4 separate regions of the Sus scrofa genome follow, and regions 1, 3 and 4 are each linked to region 2. The links are chromatin contacts, called in public HiChIP or PLAC-seq maps. All regions are on one chromosome and are shown on one strand. The core of a region is the stretch at or near the end of the contact, and the rest is flanking DNA. Distances in the headings are between cores, read along the strand shown.

Region 1 (2,871 bases), core at 11-2,510, 140 kb after region 2:
GTGCAGAGTAAATGCTGCATTGAGTAGCAGCTAACTGTGCACAGGAAAGCAGGCTGGACTGAAGGAGTCGAGCTAGTGCCTTCATGGGTTCTGTCCCTGCGCACCAGCCTGTAAGTGAGGAGGGTGGGAGCCAGGGCTGCTGGGAGAGGAGCAGATCCGCCGCAGGGGGTGGGCCGACTCGGGAAGGCGGAGAACAGCCCATCCTGGAGGAGTGGTCCTGTGGTGCCCCCCCTTCCAGGACAGCAGGTCCTGCCCCCAGGTGATGCCATCCTCTGAGAGATACTCGGCAGTGTGTGTGTGTTGGGGACCCCAGAGAGGTCAGGGGAAGCCAGCTGTGACTTCCTTGGCAGAACGGCCACCCTCCTGACCTTGCCCCCAGGCCAGCGCCCCATTTGTGAATGAAACCCTCCTGGGCACCGAGTCCAGCAGCTCGAAGTGGAAACTGGGGTTGAGCCTCGGCCTGCTTGGCTGAGGGACAGGGAAACCCAGCCAGCTAACCTGAGAGGCCCGCCTGAAGAGACTCTGCCAGCCGGTCTGCTGTCAGCGATACCCTTCCCCCTGCTCCACCTGATCCCAGGGTGGACTCAAGTATCACCTTGTTTGCTCTCCTGCTCAAGCTTTCCTGGGCTTCCCTAGTTCTCGCGATATTATTCTTCCCAAACACTGCAGCCACACCGTGTTTAGATCTGCTTCACAGAGAGAGAATTCCCTTGTCTCCTCTGAGCCCCTAAGCACAACTCCTGAACCCCCAGATCCTCAGGCAGGGACTGTGTTGACTCCTCTTGTGCCCTAGCACCCAGGAGTGCCTGGCTCAGGGGACACGCTCAGCCTGTGTGCGCTGAATGAATGGGTGCCACCAGGACCTGTGGGTCTCCCTTCTTTGATGTGGCCTCTCGGTGAGGCCTGAAAGGCTGTGGCACCCGCTGTGGGGAGAGATTGAGCCCTTGGAGAAAAGTTCAGTGGACGTGGGATTGTTTTTCCTCTTGCTGAAATAAACACAATTCCCTAAACTGCAATAGGTTCTTCCACCAGGGAGTGACTCAGCCCCCTGGCTTGAGGGACAGACAGGTCTGTGAAGTGATGTCACCAGGGCCCAGGGAAGGAAGCTGCCTGGGCTGGCTTCCTGGCCATCCTGGAGGTGGGACTCCAGCCACATCTACCTCCTCCTCACACGTGTCGCCTGCAGGGCCAGGGGAGAGGTGGTAGTGCCCTTTGCAAACTGCATCCTGGTGAGTGGGCGGATCCTGCCTGGAGCTCACGCCCTCCTGCAGAGAAGGCGGCCACAGCAGCCCTGCCTCCACTTGCGTAAACAGACAGTGTGGGGACCAGGGGGCGTGAATGAAGGGAGGAGTTCAGTCGGCAGGATGGCATTGCTCCACAGACTTCCCGTCTGTTGAAACAACCTTGCTGCAGACTTCTGGCCCAGGGCTCCCTACCGCTTTGCACATGACCACATCCAGCCACCTTCTCGGCTTTAGAAATCCTGTGTTTGCTTTCATTAGTGGCCTTTGAGGCGACAAAGCATTTGAATGACATCTTTCTGTCCTCCAAACAACTCTTGGGAAACCCTAAAGCAGGATAACCCACCTCTCTGCCAGTCTCTGTGCCCTGGCTCTCTGAAGGATGTCTTTGTCCCTGCCAAGTGCCGCCTTTAAGTGTCGTGATAACAGTACAGGGAGGTTGAGGTATGATTCATTTCAGGGTTGATTTTAAAAATAGAATTTGTTTTATAGTTGCGTTTACTATTTAACTCTAGTGGCTAAATTATTAGCTGGAGAAAGAGTCACTCACTGCCTTGCATTTAACCAGGACTTCTGTTTGAAAGTGCTTTTGTTCATTCAAGTGTTCACTCTTTTACTCATCCAGTAAAGATTATTGGCCACCAGGCGCGGATTTGGGGATGGGAGGTACAGCAGGGAGGGGCTAAAACCAACAGGATTCCTTGTGTCAAGTACTTCTGCTCAGGTGTCGGAGGTAGAAACAGAATACATGGTAAACAAATAAGATGGTTTCAGAGAATAAGTGTCCTGGGTGAAAATAACCAGGAGGATGCTCTCGTGTGTGGCTGGGGAAGGCTGCCTGGGAGGGCCGTTTTAGCTCAGAGCTGGGTGGCCCCAGAAGCACAACCAGGCCTGGAGGTGGGACCTGGCTTGCCCTGTTTGAGGGACAGAAGGGGAGACAGTGTGGCTGGAACAGAGAAAGATGTTCCAAGGGTCTTTTTTTTTTTTTTAAATGGCCTCACCCATGGCACATGGAAGTTCCTAGGCCAGGAATCGAATCTGAGCTGTAGCTGCAACCTACGCCACAGCAACAGCAACACCGATCCTTTAATGCACTGCACTGGGCTGGAGATCGAACCTGCAGCTCCACAGGGACCTGAGCCACTGCAGTTGGATTCTTAACCCATGGTGCCACAGTGGGAACTCCCTGAGGGTTTTTTAATGTAATTAATTTTTTCCTTTCTTTTTTTTTTTTTTTTTACGGCCACATCTGTGGCATGTGGAAGTTCCCAGGCTAGGGGTCATATCAGAGCTACACCACAGCCACAGCAATGCCAGATCCGAGCTGCAGCTTATGGCAACACCAGATCTTAACCCACTGAGTGAGGCTAGGGATCGAACCTGCATCCTCATGGATATTAGTTGGGTTCTTAACCTGCTGAGCCACAGTGGGAACTCTTGGAGGGTCTTTTTAATTCCTGCTTCCCAGTCAGGAAAGGGAGAGTTTCTAAAGCAAAGGCTCTCCAGTGAATCCAGGGTGGATGGGACCAGGGTCTGCGGACAGGGGTGCCACAGATCTGTATTTGTCCCATTCACGGGGGCTGGGGTCTCCCCAAGTCCACGTTCCTCTGCTGTGCAGAGCTTCCTGTGA
Region 2 (2,733 bases), core at 8-2,507:
CCTGGCCTGGGAATTTCCATATGCCATGGATGTGGCCCTAAAGAGCCAAAAAAAAAAAAAGCCTCCATTTTGTTAACATCCATTAATAACTTCACTTGTCACTTCTGATCTCTAGTGCTCAAAGGCATAAGATTAATTTTTTTCAAAAAGAGGGAATATTGGAAACTTCCATATGCTTCATCCATAGCAAAAAAAAAAGAGAGAGAAAGAGGGGGAGAAAGAGTCTTGGTTCAAATTTATGGCCCTTAAATGTATGATTTTCTTCAAGCATATCTGTCTAAAAAGCCAAATAATTTTATACATAATTTTTAGTAATATAGTTTAGTCTTAAATTTTATAGTTTATCAAACCACTTTCTATTTAAAAAACTGACACTCATGAAAATGCTTCTGTGTTTCTTCTCATTTAGATGTTTCTTAATGGATCATAGTAGATCATCAAACCTTTTTCCAAGAAGAATAAGAAGTTTGGATTCTGCTATTAACTGACCATATTTATTGTAGGTTTAAATTGTGCAGTGTGTGTTATAGCTATTGTCAAATGTCCTTCAAGAAGAAATAACCAAGATGCTTAATAATAGACACTTGTCGCATAAAGAACTCATGTCCTGAATTAATAAATCTTTTTTTTTTTTTTTTTTGCCAGTTACGTATATGACTTAAAGAAACTCTCAGTTTTTTGCACTCCATTATGAAGGAAAGTATTTTGCTCCTCCCCCGTAAGAAAAGCAACTACTTCTATTTTGTTTCTTCCACCTATATAAACATCAGTCTTTTTAATATCGTTCTGGTAAATATGTATATAATCTAAGCTGCAGAGTGTATCAGTCAGTGACCAGCCAGAAATATGGCAGCCACCCTAGGTAGTTCAAGCAGAGAAGGATTGAGGGTCAGGAATTGATTACAAAGGTGTCAAAAGGACTGAAAGGCAAAGGGGAGATTGGAGGGTAGTGCTGGAGAAGCTAAAGGGAAGGGGCTGTTCCCAGAACATCAGAAGCTGCCTTGCCTCTGAGCTGGGGCATTACGGGGAACTGCTGTTCAGGTGGCTGAGCCTCGGCCCCAAAGCTGCCGAGTCATGCTGCCGGCTGCTAAGCCATCTCTGAAAGGTAAGAGAAGCAGCATTTTGCTTTCTCCCACCTTCTAGTTCTCTAATTGGCGTCAGTGCCAAGAAATGACAGGACTGAACAGAAGCCATCTGGCAGGGAGTCTGGAGGAGGCTGTCTGCAGGCCGGAAGCCTCCAGTAGGGCAGAGGCTGGCCTGCAGGGGCAGCATGGAGCTGGAAGGCGGCGCTGATGCCCCACTCACAGAATTGCTCGTCACACCTCTCTCTCCCTTCGCAGTTTTTTGTTCTATTTGTGAATAAACTCAATTTGATTCTGCTAGAATTCACTTGCCTTTGTTTTGCCTGTTGAGAAAAATAGTATTTCTCAATATATAGAAATACTATTTTTAGTATTTCTCAGTGTATAGAAAACTTAATGTAATATGATTCAGTAACATGGGTTTGGGACTAAAACCAGTCTGGGTTTGACCTCTGACTCTCTCGCCTACTAACTGTGTGCTCCTGGGCAAGTTACATAACATTTCAAAGCCTTAATCCCCTTATTTGTAAACCTCTTACTTGTAGGAGATTTAAATGGTCATCCACTTACTCTTCTGGACATTTGCACCAATATCTTTCACAAAGCTTTTTCTGTATTGGAGTTATGTCCTTAAGATACATTCCTAATAACAGATTTACTGGTTCAAAGGAAATGAAGGACCTTTTAAAGACAAAGCGAAAATGGCCAAACTGCATGCATTTCTAAAGGTCTTCTTCACAGAAGCCAGTTCCTACCAGAAACCCTTGTCTGTTTTACTTTCCCTATCCTCCCCAAGGATACTTTTTAAAACTTGTTGCTACTTTGATAGGTGAAAATAGTGTCTCAGCATTTACATTTGTGTTTCATCAATGTCTATGTGCACCTTAAGAAAACTAATTATAAGGCTGAGATGATAAGTAGAGTCTGTGACAGTATTCTTGGGCATGAATGTGCAAAGAACGAAAGGGTCAAGTGGTGGCACTAGAACGCAGCAAATGAAAATGAAATTTTGAGCTTCCTGCACTCAAGCCGGGCTAAAAGGAGTTCTTTCCCAGCCTTAACCCTGGTTTCATTATTCAGTATAAAGTTCTGGATGTTAACTAGATTTATTGTGACGATCATTTCCTAGTATGTACAAATATCAAACCCCTGTGTTGTATACTTGAAATTGATGTTATGTCAATTTACCTTAATAAAATAATTTTAAATTGGAAGTAGATCAAATAAATGGGAAGATTAACACGCATACAAATTCTGACAGGTAACGAGTTTTTGATAAGCCAAAGAAGTGATTTTTTTGTAATATAAATATATTTGGATTTAAGTTCAAATATATTCTGCTGTATAGCACAGAGAACTATATCTAGTCACTTGTAATGGAATATGATGGAGGATAATGTGAGAAAAAGAATGCGTGTATATATATATATATGTATGTATGACTGGGTCACTTTGTTGTACAGCAGAAATTGACAGCATTGTAAGTCAACTATAATAGAAAATAAAAATCTTAAAAAGTTCAAATACATAAGTGGCCAGGATCCTTTTTGTTGACTTTTTATTATATTTTTATTATTTTTTTTGGCCACACCTATGGCATGCAGAAGTTTGGGGGTCAGGAATCAAACATGCACCATAGCAGTGACCCAAG
Region 3 (2,700 bases), core at 82-2,581, 220 kb after region 2:
AGGCCAGAGCAGAGATGGTCTGATGGAGAAACCAAGCCAGGCGATGAAGCAGAAGGCCCAGGAAGAGGTCAGAGGTCAGGGGTCAGAGGTAGTATACTTTATTGACCGGTTCTCCCAACATCTTGCAACACCCCCCTCCCCCCACAAAGCCAGACCTAGGCTTTGCCAGCATCCTGTCCATCAGACAGGGAAGAGAATGCGTCTCCCAAACATCCGAAGGGCGTCGAGGTGACTGTCATCGTTGGGAAGGGGCCGCCAGCCGGGGTGGGGGGAGGGAGGGGCAAGGCAGGGGGAGGGGCTCAAGCTGGGTGCTGGGCTGGGGACACCCCGAGGCTTCGCCAGGCCTGGCCAGCCCCTCACTCCCCCAGTTAAGGTTGGTAGTGGTTCACAGTGAGACTGGCTTAGATCTGGGCAGGCAGGAGCCTTCCACTCCCGCCCACCCTTGGCCTGACTCACGAAGCTGGGAAGAGCAAGAGACAGGAAGTCCCCCGCCTGGGATGGGGAGCCCCTTCTCTCCAGGGGCAAAGGGTAGAGGCTGCATACTCCCCTGATGTCCCCCAGGCTCTGAGGAAGGGTCATACGCTCCCGGCTCAGAAGTTTCTAGAATGTCTTGGTGAACTTGCCAGTCATTACTCCCAATTAGAAAAACGTTTTTGAAATCTAGGAGATGACTGGGGCCCATCAAACCAAGCAGTAAAAAATCTGGTTAAGATCTTGGTTTAAAAAGGTAGCTCTACCTTCGCTTAGCAGCCTTGGGAGCCAGATGGAGAAAACAGCGGTATCTCCACCACCAAGACTGGAGGGGGTGGCTCACGGCAGCAGGGGGCTGGTGGTGGCCCGGGGAACAGGGTGGGAACTGGGGGCAAGGTGCAGGAAGCAGTGACATGTGGGACAGGGCAGGTGGCCCTCCAGTGCCTTGGGCCTGGGCTCAGAGGGCAGTGGGGGTGGTGAGGCCCTCCTCCCCCACCATGGGCCCATCTGCCAGGCGGGCACTGGGGCCTCTGCCCCACTGGGAGAGGTGGGGCCATGGTCAGGCCTTGTGATTGCCATTGCCTGGCGTTTCCTGGTGGCCGGCTGTGTAGTCTGAGGCGGGCTCGAGCCCCAGCATCTGCCGCTGCACCAGCTTGGCGTAGAGGCCGCCCTGTGCCAGCAGCTGCTGGTGGGTGCCCTGCTGCACGACTCGGCCCTTGTCCAGCACCACGATGAGGTGCGCCCGCTCCACTGTGCTCAGCCGGTGCGCGATGATGAGCACTGTGTGCTTCTGCAGGTTGCCGTGGATGGCCTGCTGGATCTGGGAAACAGGAGGGGCCAGCTCACCCTGGCACCGCCCCAGCCACCCACCACCCCGCCGGGTCCTGGCTCAGATCCCAGATCTACCACATCCTACAGTTGCTCAGCCTCTCTGGGACTTCCTCATTTATAAAGCCAGGACTTGCAGAGGACTTGCTTCCTGGATATTTGTCCACAGGGGACAGAGTTCAAAGCCTGACACAGGGCAGCGCTCGATGACTGTCAGAGAGGCCCCAAATAGGGTTGTCCCCTGGTCTTTCTGCTCCTTCCTCTAACTTGGCCGTGGTTGATGGTCTCATGGGAAGCCCCAAAGCTCAGGCCGACAAAACAAGGCATCACCCTCAGTTTTTTTCCCTGGTCACCCAATTCCAGCCCAGCAGCAAATCCTGCAGATCCATCTCCCACGTGCTTTGTCCTGTTGCATCTTTCCACCTCTGCCACTGCTCCTTCTTTCCTGAATGCTTGCAACTTTCCTGCCCCACTCCCAGCCACTCTCCACATGGATTTAAAGTTTTTCTTTTTCATTTTACAGCCGCACCTGCAGCATATGGAAGTTCCCAGGCCAGGGGCTGAATCAAAGCTGCAGCTGTCAGCCTATGCCACAGCCATGGCAATACCAGATCCGAGCTGAATCTGCAGCCTATGCTGCCACTTAAGGTAATGCTGGATCCTTAACCCACCCAGAGGTCTGGGATCAAACCCGCACCCTCACAGAGACAACATTGGGTCCTTAACAAGCCACAATGGGAACTCCTGGATTTAAATTTTTTAATCAAGTCTTGTTGAATTCCTGCTCCAAGCCCTCCAAGAGGTTCTTGTCCCATTTAGGGTAGAATCCAAATACCTGGGGGAGTTTTAGGTCCATGAAATTATTCTACATAATATGACATTCTGCATTTTTTCAACACAGTGACCCCTGATGTGAACTCTGGCCTTGAGTTAGGAATCATGCATTGATACCAGTGCGTCAATTGGAAGAAATGTACTGCTAATAAAAGATGTAACAGGCGACACTTTTTGCGGGGGGGGGGGAAGGGGGGGCCCTGAATACAAGAACTCTGTACTTTCTGCTCAATTTAAACCTAAATCTGCTCTAAAAGAAAAAAATCTATTAATGGAAGAAAAAAAAAAAAAAGCTAAATTCCTTAGGGCCTGAGGAGCTTGTGTCACCCTGTGACTCTGTTCAAGCCTCATTCTGCCCAACCCCCAGCCACCAGCCATGCTGACTTGCAGGCTTGGCTGTGGACCTGTTCTTTGCACCCACTGCCCCCTCTTCCTGGGACGCTCTTACCCAGACCCCGAGGGCTGGGTCCTTTCCTTTCTGGTCTCAACTCAATTGGTACCTGGTGACCCTGGTTTTGTTGCTGCGAACTGCAGAATTCCTGGCACATGTGGCCCCATCCAAACCCT
Region 4 (2,700 bases), core at 153-2,652, 170 kb after region 2:
TCCCTGCCCTTGCTCAGTGGGTTGAGGATCTGGGCCTTGCCGTGAGCTGTGGTGTAGGTTGCAGACGCGGCTCAGATCCCACATTGCTGTGGCTCTGGCGTAGGCTGGTGGCTACAGCTCCGATCGGACTCCTAGCCTAGGAATCTCCATGTGCCACGGAGGCGGCCCTAGAAAAGGCAAAAAGACCAAAAAAAAAAAAAAAAAAAAATTCGTGACACAATTCTATATATAAATTATTTTTTTGCAGCAGTAATCACTGTCTTAATCTGAAATTGCCCCCAAATAATATTTCTCTCCTGGTAGTACAAGAGCTTGAAAATGTGCCCTTCTCTCAACTCTTTATTCCTGAAAGATCACCTTAAAAGAGTTACCTAATTTGGTCTTCTTTATCTGATAGGCTTCAAAGAGCACCTGGAGTTCCTGGTACTTTTGGGTCAAACGTGCTTTCAGAGAGTCCAGCTGGGGCTGGTACAGAAGGTTGCCTTCCGCCAGGCTCCGGTTGCTGGCCAGCGTCATTTCTTTATTAAGCTGAACGTTCTGCGTCTGCAAGGACCATACAGGGTGATGAGAACCGGCATGTTAGTCCCCGAGCCCCACCCCTGGGGTAGGCTGGGCAGCTAGCCGCCCCCACCCCGACTCCAGTCCCGATTTCTAGTCTGGACAGTTTGGATGCTGCTCCCCATTCTTAAAGAACAAGGCCACTTTCTCTCCAATGTGTCTGCAGGACAGGCTCTGTCCCAGGAGCTGCCTATCGAGGCTTTCGCCCCATCAGCTGGGCTGTGACAGGAATTCCTTACCACGGCTGCCGTGCCCTCAGGAGTGAACAGCTCTAAAGACATAGGGCTAGATTCTTCCATAACAAGCCGCTGCTGCTCCAGACAAGTTAAAGAACCACTTTTTATCAGAGGAGGGCCAGTTGGCGTAGTGTCAACTCAGGCTTACTCACCAGGTTTCGAGATCAAACACTGAGACTCTGGGAAGGAATCTGCTCAGTGACCCTGTTCTATTCTCTCCCCACGCCCACCACTGGCTCTTCTGTGTCTGAGCTCCCTGGCTCCTGTGGGAGATGCCTGGACCCCAGGAGTGAAAGGGGGAAATGGGAGGTCTGAGAAAAGGTGAGCAAGTCCTAGGAAACATAACCCAAAGCGTATGGGAACAGAAAAGCAAAAACACCAACACATGGCAGCCTAGTTCCCTTTCCACTTGCTCAGGATGGGCTCCTCCACCACAGTCAGCCCTCGGCAACCTTGCCTTCAGGATCTGAAGTCTCAGTAGTACTCGATTCCTTCCCCTCCCCCATCTGCCCCCGTTTCTTTCAGAAGCTCGCCTTCAGCCCCACACCAGTCATCTCATTCTTCCCTTAATATTTTCTACACCCCACCCAAGCTGGGCTATTTTCACCACTACTTCCTTCCTCTTGCTGGTCTGACTGCAGATTCCCGGCCTCGTGGCCTCTGTTCTGCACCCCTCCCCCCTAGCCATACCCTTTCGTGCCTGTGCACAGTTCCCAGTGTGCACGTGCACGCGCGTGCGCGCACACGTTAGAGAACAAAGAAAAAGCCCTTGGAAGCGGGCTCCAGAGGAGGCCCTGAGCACCAAGCAGGGGGGGAGGCGTCCTTGGCAGATGCATGACCTGCATCTCCTACTGGGAAGATGGGCCAGGGCCCTCAAGATGAGGCTCAGTTTAAAGAGGAATTTAAATTAAAATAGAAAATTAAGTCTCTAGCTCAACACTATAAAATCAGTGCTGTAGAAATACTCAACTCTTTCGGCTTTTAGCCAGCAAGGACAACGAGGCATGGAAGATCTAGTTTAAGTGGGGTTCCTGGTCCTGCAGGGCTTTGGAAGGAAGGGGGCTTCCCTCACCCCTGAATCCCCCACCCACAGCAGTTTGCCCTCCAAGTGCGCTGTATCCCCAGGTCCTGCAGAAGACTCTTTCCTTAGATTAAGCCATTAAAAAGAACAAAGAAACAGAAAGAAGCCATTGTACTCTGGAAAACAGCTTGGCAATCTCCTTTTTTTGGCTATGCCCATGGTATACAGAAGTTCCCAGGCCAGAGATCGAACCCTTGCCACAAGCAAGAGACCAGAGCCGCTACAGTGACAATGCCAGATTCTTTTTTTTTTTTTTTCAATGCCAGATTCTTAATCTGCTGCACTACAAAGGAACTTCACAGGCAATCTCTTTTAAAACTGAATGTGCATCTACCACACCATCTAGAAATGATATGCATGGGCATTTATTCCAGAGAAATCAAAATTTATGTTCACACAAAAACCCACACATGAATGATCAGAACTGCTCTCTCTGTAATCAACCCAGGTGTCCTTCAGCAGGTGAGCAGTTAAAGAGAGGGCTACCTCCGCACCTCAGAGCACAGTCCAGGAATAAGGAAGATGAGCTGCTGAGATGCATGGCAGTTTGGAGGGAGACCCAGGGAATTAGGGTAAGTGGGAAAAAAAAAAAATCAGGGAATTCCCATTGTGGTTCAGCAGTAATGAACACAACTAGTACCCATGAGGATGCAGGTTCAATCCCTGGCCTTGCTCAGTGGGTTAAAGATCAGGTGTTGCCATGAGCTGTGGTGCAGAGGTTGCAGACGAAGCTTGGAGCCTGCATTGCTGTGACTGTGGTGCAGGCCAGCAGCTGTATAGCTCTGATTCCACCCCTAGCCTGGGAACTTCCATGTGCCATGGATG

What was found. HiChIP or PLAC-seq counts read pairs in DNA pulled down with a chosen protein or histone mark.
Region 1: an H3K27ac HiChIP or PLAC-seq map of alveolar macrophages shows a contact between it and region 2. The contact joins two enhancer-like sites. A contact is called at or near these places in 4 of 47 Hi-C or Micro-C datasets (alveolar macrophages, embryonic fibroblasts and retroperitoneal adipose tissue) and 2 of 2 datasets of contacts at active chromatin or transcription factors (alveolar macrophages and skeletal muscle).
Region 3: a contact with region 2 is called in an H3K27ac HiChIP or PLAC-seq map of alveolar macrophages. The contact joins two enhancer-like sites. A contact is called at or near these places in 1 of 47 Hi-C or Micro-C datasets (epiblast stem cells) and 1 of 2 datasets of contacts at active chromatin or transcription factors (alveolar macrophages).
Region 4: a contact with region 2 is called in an H3K27ac HiChIP or PLAC-seq map of alveolar macrophages. The contact joins two enhancer-like sites. A contact is called at or near these places in 2 of 47 Hi-C or Micro-C datasets (blood and embryonic fibroblasts) and 1 of 2 datasets of contacts at active chromatin or transcription factors (alveolar macrophages).

What each region holds. Positions count from the first base shown.
Region 1 is chr14:30,014,985-30,017,855 of Sscrofa11.1, reverse strand. The region is part of intron 1 of HIP1R (huntingtin-interacting protein 1-related protein); the gene reads left to right. Among named protein-coding and RNA genes, the nearest start is that of HIP1R, 7.9 kb to the left of the region's middle. Within about 2 kb of position 1,260, at least 38 of the 83 cell types and tissues checked have an H3K27ac peak or open chromatin away from gene starts, as enhancers often do. A contact at or near this core is called in alveolar macrophages, embryonic fibroblasts and retroperitoneal adipose tissue, where this site is marked.
Region 2 is chr14:30,153,570-30,156,302 of Sscrofa11.1, reverse strand. KNTC1 (kinetochore-associated protein 1) reads left to right here. Exons shown (of 65, transcript XR_002338925.1): 64 at 410-499; 65 at 646-1,385. Among named protein-coding and RNA genes, the nearest start is that of HCAR2, 38 kb to the right of the region's middle. Within about 2 kb of position 1,257, at least 21 of the 83 cell types and tissues checked have an H3K27ac peak or open chromatin away from gene starts, as enhancers often do. A contact at or near this core is called in alveolar macrophages, embryonic fibroblasts and retroperitoneal adipose tissue, where this site is marked.
Region 3 is chr14:29,932,947-29,935,646 of Sscrofa11.1, reverse strand. ABCB9 (ATP-binding cassette sub-family B member 9) reads right to left here. Exons shown (of 14, transcript XM_021074072.1): 14 at 76-1,291. The coding sequence ends at 1,031. Among named protein-coding and RNA genes, the nearest start is that of VPS37B, 29 kb to the left of the region's middle. Within about 2 kb of position 1,331, at least 26 of the 83 cell types and tissues checked have an H3K27ac peak or open chromatin away from gene starts, as enhancers often do. A contact at or near this core is called in alveolar macrophages, where this site is marked.
Region 4 is chr14:29,986,998-29,989,697 of Sscrofa11.1, reverse strand. VPS37B (VPS37B, ESCRT-I subunit) reads right to left here. Exons shown (of 4, transcript NM_001243371.1): 2 at 372-543. Among named protein-coding and RNA genes, the nearest start is that of VPS37B, 25 kb to the right of the region's middle. Within about 2 kb of position 1,402, at least 31 of the 83 cell types and tissues checked have an H3K27ac peak or open chromatin away from gene starts, as enhancers often do. A contact at or near this core is called in alveolar macrophages, where this site is marked.